Linked DNA regions of Zea mays: region 2 is linked to region 1. Evidence: chromatin contacts called from public Hi-C data. All regions are on one chromosome and are shown on one strand. Each heading gives the region's core, a stretch centred on a gene start, on an enhancer-like site or on the middle of the called end of the contact. The rest is flanking DNA. Distances are from core to core; before and after follow the strand shown. Region 1 holds the start of LOC103654204. Region 2 has its middle 51 kb from the start of LOC100193828.

Region 1 (2,821 bases), core at 302-2,801:
CCTCTCTTGGAGATGCTCTAAGAACGCATCCATTCTATTCTATATTTGGTAATTAGAATATAGTCACTCTAGTTTTTATTTAGATGCAGAACGGATCACAGAAGAAGCGTTCTGTTCTCGCGAGCGAACCAGAACGGAAACCAGCTGACCAGATATTGCTGGAACCGTGCAGCTTGCAGAGGCGCCAGCCGAGAAGCCACATGGCCAGAATGTTGCCCAGCATCCTGACGAGCTTCCTCTCTCCAAGGTAGGCGGCCAGTGATACTCCAAACTGATGCAGCCTCACGGAAGTGATACATGGTACTGCATCAGCAAAATATTCAGTTGGAACGTGACGGCCAGTGCTACTCCAAACTGCTTCCTCTCTCCAAGGTACCTACGACATGCATCATACACCCCATACCGCGCTGATCTGATGAAGGGAGGAGCGCAGTGTAGATCTGCTGGCGACGTGGAGGAGGAAAGGGGGCGGCGGCAGAAGTAGAACCGGTGGAGGAAAAAAGGGCCGACGAGGGAGGAGAAGAGGGGGGCGGCCAGGAAGGAGATGAGGCGACGATGGATTCACCTGACTCAATGGACGGCGACGAAGCTCCTCGCGGCGGCGGCCGGATGGAGGAGATATTTCTAGTATATTGGTATCTATAGATGTCCAAACAGTGCGGGCCGCCCGTTTGGCCCGTGGCACGGCACGAATTTAGCCCGGTCCAAACAAGGCCCGGCACGGTCGGTTACGGGCCCGAGCCGGCACGGCCCGTTTAGCGGGCCGGGTATGGGCACATACGGCGGCCCGCGTGCTTTGGCCCGGCCCGGCACGATAAATGGGTCGGCACGACGGCGGCCCGCATATTTATGTAAATACTAAATATGTAAATCTCTCGTAGTATGTAAATACTAAATACGCGGCCAAACATATATAAAATGCATACATAAATATAAAATGTATACATAAATATTTTGTTGTCTTAATATATATAAATAATATGTTATTATATATGATTAATTATGTTAAATATATGTATTTATATACCGTTCTACTGTTGGTTCGGGCCAGTGCCCGGCCCGGTCCGTTGAGGCCCATCGGGCCAACGGGCCGGCCCGGCACGATTTTTCCCTATGCGTGCCGGGTTTGGGCATGTCTCTAGGCACGTGGGCCAGCCCGACCCGGCCCGAAGCATCAACGGGCCGTGCCTGGCCCGGCCCTATTCGTACCGGGCCGAAACGGGTTCGGGCCGGGTCCGTGCCGGGTGGCCCGTTTGGACATCTATATTGGTATCTTAAGGCTCCACGAACCACTCATCCTCCTCCGCTCGTCAACCAAATACCGCTCCGTTTCTTTTTATTTTTAGTTGTCGCAGGATAGTTTAATTTTCCACTATTCAACGACAACTAAAACGAAACGAAGAAGTACATCATAAATGAGAGCCAATTAAGATATTTGTTATGTATTATAGACTGTATTGTTTACAATGTAAAATTAAATATAGCTACGAGAATAGTTAAGAGGTTGAAGATAGCATAAGGGAAGTCTAAATGATGGTACGTAAACAAATGAGAAACAAATGAGAATGAAAAAAAAAGACCGAAAAAAACTGCTCACATTTTTTCCCAGCTCGTGCCTCCTTATAAAAAGGAGTAGTCGCCATCGGTGCTCGGCTGCTCGCCTCCCCCGCTCTTTCGGTTATTCCCGTGCGCGTGCGAGAGAGAGAGAGCGGAAGAAAGAAGAGACGGCGGCGGCGGCGGCGAAGGCGTCGGCTTCCGTTGGCAAGGCCACGGGAGGGCGCGAGCCATATCGATCGCAATGGAGAGCGGGCGCGGGCTGGGCGGCGGCGGCCACCGCGGCCATTGGTTCGGCCTCGTCGCCGACTGCGGCTGCGCGGCCTCGCTGGCGGAATCGCCCTGCCGCAGCGGCTCGTCTACGGTGGAGCGGGACAGCGACATCCCCGCAGAGGCGACGCAGCGGGAGTGGGACGGCGATGAGGTCGAGAGCGACGACGGCGAGGTGCAGAGCCCGTACAAGGGCTCCTCCTTCGACACCATGGACGTGCTCCAGGAGGCCCTGCCCTTCAGGTGAGCGTCTATTTCGCCAGGGGGGACGGATCTTGATCGGCCTGGTCGGCCTATTTGGGCGGCTCCCTCGAGGGATTTATGGTAATATTCAATAATTAGATATTTTCTATATTAAAATTCGAATATAAATCATAACCAACAATAAATAATCAGGTGTTTGTTCTACAACAATTAACCTAATAGGTTAATTAACAGTCTAATAAAAAAGGCAGCACACCTCTACCATATCTAACATAACAGAGATTAGATCAAATAATGCGTACTGATTAGACGTACTGGTAGAGGACATGCGTCGAAGCAGAAGGGTCGACGACGTCGGCGGTAGGGTCGACGAGAAGAACGCGAGCAGTCACGTGAAGATGCTTTCCAAAAATCTTATTCACCTCTCCCAGTGTAGGATCTCAAAGGCGATGAATGAGTTCCTGAGAACTGCTCTCTCGATTGCAGATGCACGTCGACGCTCGGGATGAAGAGTAGTACGATGACAACACAATTGTGAGCAGAGGCGAAAACTTAACTTAGGTTAGGATGCCTTGTGGCAAGGGCTGGCTGGCGCCTTATATAGGGCCACGTCCACGAACCGATAAGCTTGGGATCCGTTCTGATCGTGATCCGATAAGGACTCAAATTCTTATCTGGTTCCATCATTCCCTTGCCATACGTGGCCTTTTGTCATTTTCCTAGGATCTAATTGAATTTCTCAATTGGGCCAAGTCTATAAATCCAACAGGTAATGTGGCCACATGCAGTTTTA
Region 2 (2,837 bases), core at 120-2,619, 71 kb before region 1:
GATTTAGAGAACCGTGCTAGAGATATTTATTCACCAAGATATTGTCTCTTATTTTTTTTACATTTAACTTCTTGATACCCCTAAGATAAGATGTACATGCACTAAGACTGTCTCTAACAAGGAGCGGTATATAGTTCTGGCCCCTAAATTTGGAGGGTGCCGAGCTACTTTATCTATCCAACAATGCAAGACCAGTAAAATTAGCGTGCGTCGTTTGACACTCTAAGGGCTAGTTTGACAACCCCATTTTTCCGTGAGATTTCCAATTTCTCAAGGAAAAAACTCTTGGAAAAATAGGGTTCCCAAACTAGCCCTAAATGTGGAGTTCCTCTTGGAGTTCGCGATACGTCACTCTCTCTCCCTCCCGCGCCGCCGGGGTGGAAGCTTCCCCTCGCGCATTCCACGCCACGGGTTGGAGCCCGACAAGTGCAGTCGAGTCCGTCGCGAAAAGGTTCCCGGAGCTAGGCGGGTCTAGCAGCGTACCTTCCTGCGTCGGCGCCACCTGCAAAACACTGAACCATGGGCGTAGCGCTGGAACTTTGGGAGCAATGGTATCCTCGATCTCCGCCGCCTTGATGACAACCTCAATCCCCATGCTCTCTTCCACCACCTTGCTGCTGCACAACACGACCAGCAACTGGGGGCAGCACCAGCAGGTCACCACTCCGACAATAGGAAGCAAAGCAACGCAAGGAGAGAAGGGGATATTTTACCGCACAACATCAAGGACCGATAAAAAAGAAAGCCAATGAAGATATGAAAATGACATATTTATTAATATATGTTTAAAATGATTTGCTATATAGACAATATTTTGTTAAAAAATATGGGTTCTAAAATTGATATTAATATTGTTGAGAAAATATATAATATAAGATATAGAAGATTAAATTTAGAGGATATTGTTGGAGACGGTGAATATATATAGATGACATAATCTTTTAAAGTGTACTGTAAATGACGAAGAATATTTTTTAGAGTTAGTTTAGGAACTTTATTTTTCTATGTGATTTCTATTTTTTCAAGAAAAAATGAATTAATTTTATTTAGAAAAATTAAAATCCTTGGAAAAAAATGTGCTTTTCAAACTAGCCTTTAGGAATAAAATTTAGAGCACGTTGTTCAACACAGTCCGGTACCGCTACCAAGTCTAGTCCCCCCTTGAATTGGATTTGCTCCCAAATCCGGCGAGAAAGCGACCATCACTCCACGCCAAGCTGCGGCGCCCGGACAAGAGATTTTTGACATTATAAAACGCGACAGATTTATAAAAATCAATAGACTCAAAATCTTTTTATGCGTAGAGACGGGCTATTAAGCTGCTGCATCTAACGCCGTGACTCGTCTCCATCCTTTCTCTTTTCTCTTCCACCGGGTCGACGCAGTGCAGCGCGAGCTTCAGCGTGTCCATGAGCTGCTCGTCCGCGGCCGTCCCGGCGGCAGCGTCGCGCACCAGCTCCAGGTCGAACAGCATCGTCCATCGTTCCATTCCCATCCATACCCCCTCAATCGGCCGGGATGCTGGGTGTAGGGACGGCCGCGGCGGTGCTGCTCGGGGCCGTGGCGTTGGTGCTCGCGGATGCCGCTGCGAGGAGAGCGCACTGGTGGTACAGGGAGGCGGCTGAGGTGGTGCTGGTCGGCGGCGTGGCTTTGGTGGTGGTGGACGCCGCGGCGCGGAGGGCGCACGGGTGGTACAGGGAGGCGGCGGCGCGGCTGCCGCCGGGGGAGATGGGGTGGCCCTTGGTCGGCGGCATGTGGGCCTTCCTCCGCGCCTTCAAGTCCGGCAAGCCCGACGCCTTCTTTGACAGTCTCCCTTTCCTGGATACATGCTCGATGCTCCTAGTAAACACTAAACACCGTGCGTGATGTTCTGAACATCTATCTATCTCTCTCTCTGAGCTAGATTTATGTGGTACGAAGAACCCTCCTGTTCAGATGGGCCTATGTATGATACGTGTTGCTCACTCGCTTGCTCCTCCTCGCAGTCTCAATGGATGGATGCTGTCGTTTTTTGCCTTTGCCCGCCCTGAATGGCTGCTGCAAAGTCTGGAACTGAAACAGCTTATTAAGGCAGATTAAGCAAGAGCTCGCTCATCACCATTAATCAGTTGTGCTGATCAAACAGACGAACAGTCAGATAGACAGGCAACCAGACCATCTGACCTGGATGCACCATTAATTGCAGGTTCGGTCGCACTCGCACGGGCGTGTACCAAGGCTTCATGTTCAGCAGCCTGACGGTGCTGATGACGACGGCGGAGGCGTGCAAGCAGGTGCTGATGGACGAGGACGCGTTCGTGACGGGGTGGCCCAAGGCGACGGTGGCGCTGGTCGGGCCGCGGTCGTTCGTGGCGATGCCGCACGACGAGCACCGGCGCCTCCGCAAGCTGACGGCCGCGCCCATCAACGGCTTCGACGCGCTCACAGGGTACCGTGCCGTAGGTGCTCTTCCCCATGATTTCGGCGGTGGCGCACAGCAGGTCGTCGGCCGTGAACGCCAGCGGCCCATCAAAGTGCACCAGCTTGCCGCCCACATCGCCACCGGACTCCACCTCCGCCGCCGACGACCACATAGGGGCGGCGACACCGGTTCTGACGGGAGAAGAAAACGGCGCGCGGACGGACAGCGACGGAGCATGATTAATGGTTCTCCTCAACGGCTAATAACGATTGTGAGTCTATATCAGCGGCTTCGTGTTCTCTGTATTTCCATATCGTCGAAATCCTCGCCGACGCCTCCGTTTCGACGAATCCAAATCTACCGTGTTTTATAATCCAAAAGTCTCCCCGATAAGGGAAGCGCGGAGTCCTAGGCCTCGTATCTAGCCCCGTCGCAG

The links. A called contact is a pair of places that touch in the nucleus more often than the background predicts.
Region 2: a Hi-C map of leaf shows a contact between it and region 1, with 4 times the contacts expected there. The contact joins the enhancer-like site here to the promoter of LOC103654204 in region 1. A contact is called at or near these places in 2 of 25 Hi-C or Micro-C datasets (ear and leaf).

The regions. Positions count from the first base shown.
Region 1 is chr4:181,787,708-181,790,528 of Zm-B73-REFERENCE-NAM-5.0, reverse strand. LOC103654204 reads left to right here and starts at 1,551. Exons shown (of 2, transcript XM_008681036.3): 1 at 1,551-2,067. The coding sequence starts at 1,799.
Region 2 is chr4:181,858,938-181,861,774 of Zm-B73-REFERENCE-NAM-5.0, reverse strand. It overlaps the pseudogene LOC103654207. Among protein-coding and RNA genes, the nearest start is that of LOC100193828, 51 kb to the left of the region's middle. Within about 2 kb of position 1,369, at least 10 of the 20 cell types and tissues checked have an H3K27ac peak or open chromatin away from gene starts, as enhancers often do. A contact at or near this core is called in ear and leaf, where this site is marked.